Regions from separate parts of the Ovis aries genome. Here all the other regions are linked to region 2. A link is a contact called in public Hi-C data. All regions are on one chromosome and are shown on one strand. Each heading gives the region's core, a stretch centred on a gene start, on an enhancer-like site or on the middle of the called end of the contact. The rest is flanking DNA. Distances are from core to core; before and after follow the strand shown.

Region 1 (2,700 bases), core at 36-2,535, 740 kb before region 2:
ATTGGGTTGTTTGCTTTTCTGGTTTTGAGCTTCATGAGGTGCTTGTATATTTTGAAGATTAGTTCTTTGCCAATTGTTTCATTTGCTCCCATTGTGAGGGTTGTCTTTTTACCTTGCTTATAGCTCCCTAGTGGCTCAGTTGGTAAAGAATCTGCCTGCAATACAGGAGACCTGGGTTTGATTCCTGGGTTGGCAAGATCTCCTGGAGAAAGAAATGACAACCCATTCCAGTATTTTTTCCTGGAGAATTCCATGCACAGAGGAGCCAGTCTGGCTACAGCTCATGGGATAGCAAAGAGTCAGACTCAACTGTGTGACTTTCACATTCATAGTTTACTTCAAAAACAATAATTTTAAATATTTTGACTGTTAAGAAACTCCATAAACAGAGAAAGCAAATAACTGATTATGAGAAAGTATTTACAACTCATATAACACAGAAGATGACAGCTTTAGGATATCCAGAGGATACAAAGAACTTCTACAAGTAAGAATTATAAGACAGATAATCTAATAGACAAATAGGAAGGACATAGTTTTAAGGCCTTTTTTTGGGGCAAAGTGTTGATTTTTATTCAAAGCAACAAGCAAGCAAAAGCATAATTTGTTCTGTGTTCCCTGGATGTAAAGCCCATGAAGTTTTGTGGGAATTAGCTCTCCCTAAATATAAGCTGCGAAATTTTGACACTGAATTCACCTGGTCTATTTTACCAACAGTAATCAAAGATTTGTTGCCTGACCCTTCAAATTTACTTGACAACTAGTTGTCAATAAAAAGGCTTCCCTCGTAGCTCAGTCGGTAAAGAATCTGTTTGCAATGCAGGAGGTTCGATTCCTGGGCTGGGAACATCCCCTGGAGAAGCAAGTGGCCTCTCCCACACAGGGCTTTTGTGAGAATTAACTGTGATAATTCTCAAGAACCCAGGAGGAGGGACTGGAAGAAGTGGAACTTAATTATTATTTCCCTTTCACTTTTCCTCTTCTGTTTCACTAGGCTACTTACAAGCAGGAGGTGTCTCAGATGCATTTTTATGTCCCAGTGTTTGTTGCAGCGTCAGAATGGTGGAAAGAAAGATGGGAAGAAGGAAGTGAGAAGATGGAGGGAGGGAGGGAGGAAGGAAGGAAAGGAAGCATGGAAGGAAACACAAGTCCTCATCAAACTTGGCAGATTCCTGGTGCAGTTCCTCCTCTAACCACATGATGGCGGCATGAGCACAGCAGCGCACTTGAGCTCTGGAGTCCGCCACTTAAAATAGAGCCAGGGCGCCTGGGTGTGTTTTGTGTTTGTGCAAGCGAGTCAGAGTCACACCCAGTCTCAGCACTCTTAGCTGAGCGGTAATGCAGATCGACATGGAAATCTTCAAGGGTTTCAAGGTCTTTCTTTCTAGAAAAAAAAAACAAAAAAACAAGAATTTGATAGTAAAAAGACTCTGTGGTCGTTTTCAAATGGGGAGTTTTCCTTCAGTACACAGCATCTGCTCGGCTGGGCTGGCAGTCTGTGTGCCAGTATGGCAGCTAATGAGCCCCAGGCTGGCTTGCTGCTCCTGGGGCCCGGCTGGAGCAGTCAGCTGGTGGAGTGATGGGAACTGCAATCAGCAGCTCTGCACCAACACGCCCCGGGATGGAAAATGTGATTTGTGACACAGCAGCTTGGGAATAATAATGAAAACATAATTGCTCCAGGCGGATTGCTGTATGTCTTTCAGTTGCAAAGCTGCTTCACCTCGTGTGAGAGAAGCTGTAGTTCTTAGCTTTTGTTTCCCTAGGACAACCAGAGGCACACCCAGCAACTGTCCTTCTGCCCCCGTGCTTTAGATGTTTGTTTGAACCGCCAGAGAAAGGCTGTCTCCTAACCGGGAGGAACCTGCCTCCGCTCCCAGCTCTCTGTGGCAGCCTGTCTGTTCAAGTGGAACCACCCAAGTTATAGATGTGGCTTTCAAACCTGTTCACCCCTTCGACTGCTACCAGGAACATGCTTTTACCCTGTTTTGTTTTTTGCCTTATGAAAAAAATATAAACCCCTGCATATGTATTTCCCTTTAGAGCTTACACGCATTTCTCATTTTATCTTCATCACAGCTTAGGAAGGCGGCAGAGTTTATCGACACGGTCTTACAGACAAGGATGCCAAGAATCAGAAAGATGCCACTATGTGTCTGGAATCTCCATCTCCCAGGGAGGAGTCCAAGGCGGGTAGCCTGGGTTTGAGTCCCCTTCAGCCCCTGTAGGTTACCTGCCATCTCTAAGGTCCAGGTTCCTAGTCTGTGAAATGAAAATGTTCCAAGCCCCTTGGGGATGAAGGAGGACCAGATGGGATTCTGTCCAGAGCACCCGCTGTGGCAGGGGCTTCATGGGAAAGCTGAGTATCGTATGGAGTACCTGTTACATTCTTTCCCCTGGCCCCAGCCCCATAGTCTCTGCAAACAGTTCCATGCAGTTTCAACAGCTTTTCTGCTTGGGGAGGGGGAGAGGGTGATCTCCTGCCCAGCTTCTCTGGCCCGCTGTAAAACTTTGCTCAGCTTCTAAGGATGGATTATCCGAGAGATTGATGCTGCAGGGACCACTCCTGACCTAGGGCGGGGCTGGAACTGTTGAATAAATCCCATTGAATAAATAACATCCTCTTTTCATTCTCCCAGGTGGATTGTTCTCAGATATATTTTACCTGGCAGGAGACTGAACCACAAGCACTCCTAGTCA
Region 2 (2,700 bases), core at 4-2,503:
GCGCTCCTCCCTTATTCCAGCTCTGGAACCCGCAGAAAGATCTCAGGGATTAGCGCGTACTGGGTGGGGGGAGGGGCAGGAGGAACGCTGGCCCCCACGGAGATCCGTGTAGGTCTGCGCGGGCAGAGCCAGGAGTGGGGGTCCTCTGCGACTTTGGCAGCAATCGGGGGATTCATTGTGGGTGGAAGGTGCGCAGTCGAGAAAGCTGCGCACACCCAGAATGCATAACACCCCCAACAAATGCAATGGGTGTTTATTCATACCGCGCTCTCCAAGTATACGTGGCAGCGCGTTGCTGAATTATTTTAGTAATTCCAGGCACCATTTTTCTTCCCCATACCTTTGATCATGTATCCCATCGACACTTAACCCCCCAGCACACACACACTCAGAGCGCACGCCCATCAATACCCCTTCTTTCCTCCTCTCTTCGTAGGAGTTATTTTCCAAAGGCTGCCCCTTCCCGGCCTGTCCACCCGGGACGTGCATGGCGCAGCCGTGGGTACACGGTGTATTCTCAGCATCTAGGGATGAGCGGTTCTGCCCCCAGATGATTTAAGAACACAGGACAAGTATGCGGTTTGTCCAACACAGCGCTGCTCCACAGGAACCAAGCAGCAGAGAGACGGTTTGAGCGGGAGCAAAAGAAAATGGTAGGCGCGCGCAGTTAATTCATGCGGCGCTCTGACCGTGTTTACATCCGAGAGCTCGGCGCACTGGAGTGCCAGGCTCAAAGAGCTGAATCTCCTCCCCTCCCGCCCTCCCTCCCCACCAGCGCCCCTCCCGGGTTCCCAAAGCAGAGGGCGGGGGAGACAAAGATCCTCTCTGGTGAGTCCCCGCCCACCAGCCCTTTATAGGCGAGGGTCTCCGCTGCGGAGGACCCCCGGGCTGCGCATCTCGCGGCTACCGCTGCGGCTGGCTCGCCGCGGCCGCCGCCTGGCTCCACCACTGCCTGGAAGGGCAGGGCTACTCTGAGGCTTGGCGGGAAAAAGAACAGAGGAGGGGCCTTACCTTCTCGTATAAAAGCCAGTTTTTTCTGGGCTTTATCTGACTCGCTGTAGTAATTCCAGCGAGAGGCAGAGGGAGCGAGCGGGCGGGCCCTCCAGGGTGGAAGAGCCGAGCCAGCCTAGCGAGCGGAGTCGCGCTCCGGGCGCCCGGGGAAGGGAGATCCGGAGTCAAAGGGGGGCTTCTGCGCCTCCAGCCAGGCCGGCCCCCACCCCACCCTCCCCGCGGACCCCTGCTAGCGGTCCGCCACCCGCGCCGCATCCGCGAAACTTTGCCCACTGGAACTTACAACACCCGAGCGACACCAAGACTCCCCGGACGCAGAGAAGCTCTTCTGCCTTTTTGGGGAGACACTTTCCCTCGCCGCAGCCCACGACCCGCGCCTCTGAAAGGCGCTCCTCGCCGCTTTTTGGACGCTAGATTTCCTTCGGATAGTGGAAATACGGGTGAGCACCCGGACCTATTGGCCTTTTTCATTTATTTTTGCTACCGCCTTAACGCCGCGATGAGCAGAACGCCCGAATCGAGTGTCTTTTCTCCCATTCCTGCGCTATTGACACTTTTCTCAGAGTAGTTGTGGCTGGTCGGGGTGGGGTGGAGAGGAACCAGAACTGGGTCGGGGTACAGTGACTTGTCAAGATGGGAAGAGAGAGGAAGGCAGAGGGAAACCGGGGGTGCGTTTTCTGAAAGTAGCCTTTAGAGGTTTTTGCTCGCCTTAGATGGACGCTGACCCCGGCCGGGTGGACATTCATGCTTTATTGCATTAATTGCTTTTTTGCCTTTTGTCGGGGAGAAGAAGGGTATGCTTCGCGGTTGACAGAAAACCCTTTACATCCTGAACTCCTTGGAGTAAGAATTACACATTGCATGTTTGAGCGAAGAGAGCTCCGCAGCCGCTGACTTTTTCCTGTCTGGAAAAGGGCATTTAAATTTCGGCTTACTGCATTTCTGACAGCCAGAGACAGACACTGCGGCGCGTCCCGCCCGCCGACCCCCTCGGCGTCTCCAACGCTCCCGGCTCCTTTTAGAAGTTGGCCTTTGACTTTTTTTTTAAAGGATAGTAAAATTAAAGATTTTGGTCTACAGAGAGGTTAGGATTCGGTGTTGGGAAGGCGCGGGGACGGGGAAAAGGAAGCTGGGGCAAAGATGTGTCCGAGTCTCCTGGAATTATTGACTCGGCGGTGGGGGGGGATGAGGGCAAAATCTCTGCACCTAGCCTTGGCTCCCCGGCCGCCTCCGGGGTCCCCGCGCGGGTGTCCCTACGCCCCCTGAGATGCGGAGGACGGCCAGGAGCGAGGCACCGGGCTTTTCGAGAACAGCTGCTACCCTCGGCTGGTGAGGGAGAAGACGCCCGGCTACGGGCGCGGAATCGTAGCAGGGTCTCTGGCGCAGTTACGTCGCCGTATTGAGTGTTGAAGGGAGACGTCTCTGTTATTATTTAACACTCTCCTTTTATTTATGAGGGTCGGGGGTGGGGGGGGGGGGGGTGGAGAAGGGCTAAAGGCTCGAAGCTGAGCTCGCCACCCCAGCCGGAGAGAGAAGGAAAGCCCGCAAAGGAAAGAAGGGGGTTGCGCTGGGGGTAGGGATGCGGGAGGCGGAGAAGGGAGGCTGGGAGGGGCGGCGGCGCCGGCAGGGGAAACAGCGAGACGAGGGCGCGCGAGTGGGAACGGGCGCGGCGCTAGGGGCCCGGGAGCG
Region 3 (2,700 bases), core at 141-2,640, 930 kb after region 2:
AGTCTTTCCCAGCATCAGGGTCTTTTCAAATGAGTCAGCTCTTTGCATCAGGTGACCAAAGTATTGGACCTTTGGCTATAGCATCAGTCCTTCCAATGAATATTCAGGACTGGTTTCCTTTAGGATTGACTGGTTGAATCTCCCTTCAGTCCAAGGGACTCTCAAGAAACTTCTCTCAACACCACAGTCCAAGAGCATCAATTCTTCAGTGCTCAGCTTTCTTTATGGTCCAACTCTTACATCCATACCTGACTACTGGAAAAACCATAGCTTTGACCAGATGGACCTTTGTTGGTAAAGTAATGTCTCTGCTTTTTAATATGCAGCCTAGGTCGGTCATAACTTTTCTTCCAAGGAGCAAGTGTCTTTTAATTTCATGACTGCAGTCACTATCTGCAGTGACTTTGGAGTCCCAAGAAAATAAAGCCTGCCACTGTTTCCATTGTTTTCCTCATCTACTTGCCATTAAGTGATGGGACCAGATGCCGTGATCTTCATTTTCTGAATGCTGAGTTTTAAGCCAGCTTTTTCACTCTCCTTTCTCACTTCCATCAAGAGACTTTTTAGTTCCTCTTCACTTTCTGCCACAAGGGTGGCATCATCTTGATATTTCTCCCCACAATCTTGACTCCAGCTTATGCTTCATCCAGTCTGGCATTTCTGTAGTCGCATACTTTGGATCTGCCCAGGTATTAGATCTATACATTAATAAAACTGGATATGAGTGCTTCTGTTGGAAAATTTCACTGAATCATTGGAAACTATACATGATCCTCTATGTATTTGGCTGTCTGGCTTGTCTAACCAATAAAGACAGCTAAAGAGTAGGCAGATCTCCTTATATGTATTATATGAAGCATTAAATGTCTTACTCTGATTAATTTAAAATTGTAATATTTTCTTTACTCCAAAAACTATCTATGAAATATATCTGGAACTTTTCTTTTCTCCATACATGTTTCAAGCAAATGTTGGCTTTTTAACTTAAAATGTTAATATAGGAATGTTTGCACATTACTTCCATCATCTTTGATTTAAGTTAAGTGGAATATATCATAGGGAAAGAGAGGGAGAGCCTTAAATATTACTAGTCTCTAAGCTTCATGAGGACAGAGACCTTCCCTTTCTTGATTGCCTGATATCACTAGAACACCCCAAAAGAACAGTGTTTTAAGAAAAAAAAACACACTTAAATTGAGCCAAGTGGAATCAAAGGCCGAGTGGAATCAATTCCTACTTGCTGGAAATGAAGCAAGGACATTCATTCTAAGGACATTTCTGCTCAGAAGGGAAGAAATCCAAGTTTTGTGATATTGATATGAAGATAGTTTCCATGGAGTGCAAACTCAAGCAAAGAATAACTCTCTCCTCCACAGGGAGCTTTTGTGCTTTCCCTGACAAAGTGTTGCCTCGGACTTCAGAGAGGACATATTAGTTCTACTCAAGGGACTGGAAACTGTCCTTAGGGGAAAGGAAAGTTAACTTGAAGTACTGATCTCATTGATTCTCTTTTCAAATGAGTTGAGAAATGGTCAGCATGACCTGCCTTGAGTGGATCTGCCTACTGGCCCTATGCCTTAGGCTACAAAGACTCTAAAAGTAGCCAAGGCACTGTAAACAGCCTGTTCTTTAATAGTACTTCTAATAATAATAATAGCAAAATAATAAATGAAACATAAGAATTATAATAAGAGCTTCCAATAGGGGTCTTCATTACATGCCAAGCACTACTTGAAGCATTTGATAGCACCTAATTCTCTGAACAACTCCTGTGATGTATTATTGGTTTACAAATTTTGTATTTCACAAATGTGACAACTCAGACTTGGATTTGTCCAAAGTTAAGAAGTAAAAACAAAATGAAATATTTGTTGAATTGATGGATAAATTCTATAACCCTGATAGTTCCACCTGTTATACAACAAATTCTTCAGATAAATACTTGATTTCTATGAATTAATCAATTAACTAAAATTAATTAATTCAAGTGAAGACTTGATTGGTCATAGAATTTCAAAAATCAAAAATAATGTTGACAGCTGGTCAAAAAAATCAGAAAACCTAAGACGTAGCCCCCTCTCTTGCCATTCATGGTGGCAAAAAAAAAAAGTGTGGAATTTCCTCCTTCTCTGAATTACAGAAAAGTAATCTTTATAGCGTTTTCTGGGGTACTTGAAAAACAATAGTGTCTGAACATCCCTGACAGACAGGAAATAATGAATAAGCCTCCTAAGTGAAGTAAAAAGAGATAATTATTTATCCTGGTTTGATCAAAACCAGCATTGTGAAAATGAGTTTAAAAATATGCTTTAAGTACATTTCCTGACCAAGCCAGTTTTCCACCTGGATGAAATTAATTAAAAATTCTGCACACCATCCGCACCCTCTGCCTCCAAGTCCCTCTGCTGATAGAGAGGTAAGTGGGGATCCCCAGCTTCGTGATTGAGAAGCGCCCAGAATCTGGGTTGGCTGTGTGACGACAGGCGAGTCTTTTCACTTTGGTGGACTCCAGTTCCTCCTTTTGAGGAGGAACAACAACCAGCAGGCAGGCAACAACAACCAACCTGATCCCCAAAGCACTGATCAGCCACGCATTCTTTGATCCTGAATCACAATAGACATTATCACCAATTCTTCTATTTTTTTTGCTCTAGAAATTTCTTACAGTATTAAGCATACAGCCAGACCAAACCAATATAC

The links. A called contact is a pair of places that touch in the nucleus more often than the background predicts.
Region 1: a Hi-C map of tail adipose tissue shows a contact between it and region 2, with 7 times the contacts expected there. The contact joins the enhancer-like site here to the promoter of MYC in region 2. A contact is called at or near these places in 5 of 16 Hi-C or Micro-C datasets (blood, hypothalamus, muscle and 1 more).
Region 3: a Hi-C map of tail adipose tissue shows a contact between it and region 2, with 6 times the contacts expected there. The contact joins the enhancer-like site here to the promoter of MYC in region 2. A contact is called at or near these places in 6 of 16 Hi-C or Micro-C datasets (blood, hypothalamus, liver and 3 more).

What each region holds. Positions count from the first base shown.
Region 1 is chr9:26,477,781-26,480,480 of ARS-UI_Ramb_v3.0, reverse strand. LOC121820326 (a long non-coding RNA gene) reads left to right here. Exons shown (of 2, transcript XR_006060810.1): 2 at 2,080-2,700. Among named protein-coding and RNA genes, the nearest start is that of LRATD2, 450 kb to the left of the region's middle. Within about 2 kb of position 1,285, at least 22 of the 54 cell types and tissues checked have an H3K27ac peak or open chromatin away from gene starts, as enhancers often do. A contact at or near this core is called in hypothalamus and tail adipose tissue, where this site is marked.
Region 2 is chr9:25,737,089-25,739,788 of ARS-UI_Ramb_v3.0, reverse strand. It overlaps MYC (MYC proto-oncogene, bHLH transcription factor), which reads left to right and starts at 1,253. Exons shown (of 3, transcript NM_001009426.1): 1 at 1,253-1,451. LOC132657163 (a long non-coding RNA gene) reads right to left here and starts at 938. Exons shown (of 2, transcript XR_009594937.1): 1 at 1-938.
Region 3 is chr9:24,804,596-24,807,295 of ARS-UI_Ramb_v3.0, reverse strand. No RefSeq gene overlaps it. Among named protein-coding and RNA genes, the nearest start is that of TRNAC-ACA, 140 kb to the right of the region's middle. Within about 2 kb of position 1,390, at least 4 of the 54 cell types and tissues checked have an H3K27ac peak or open chromatin away from gene starts, as enhancers often do. A contact at or near this core is called in tail adipose tissue, where this site is marked.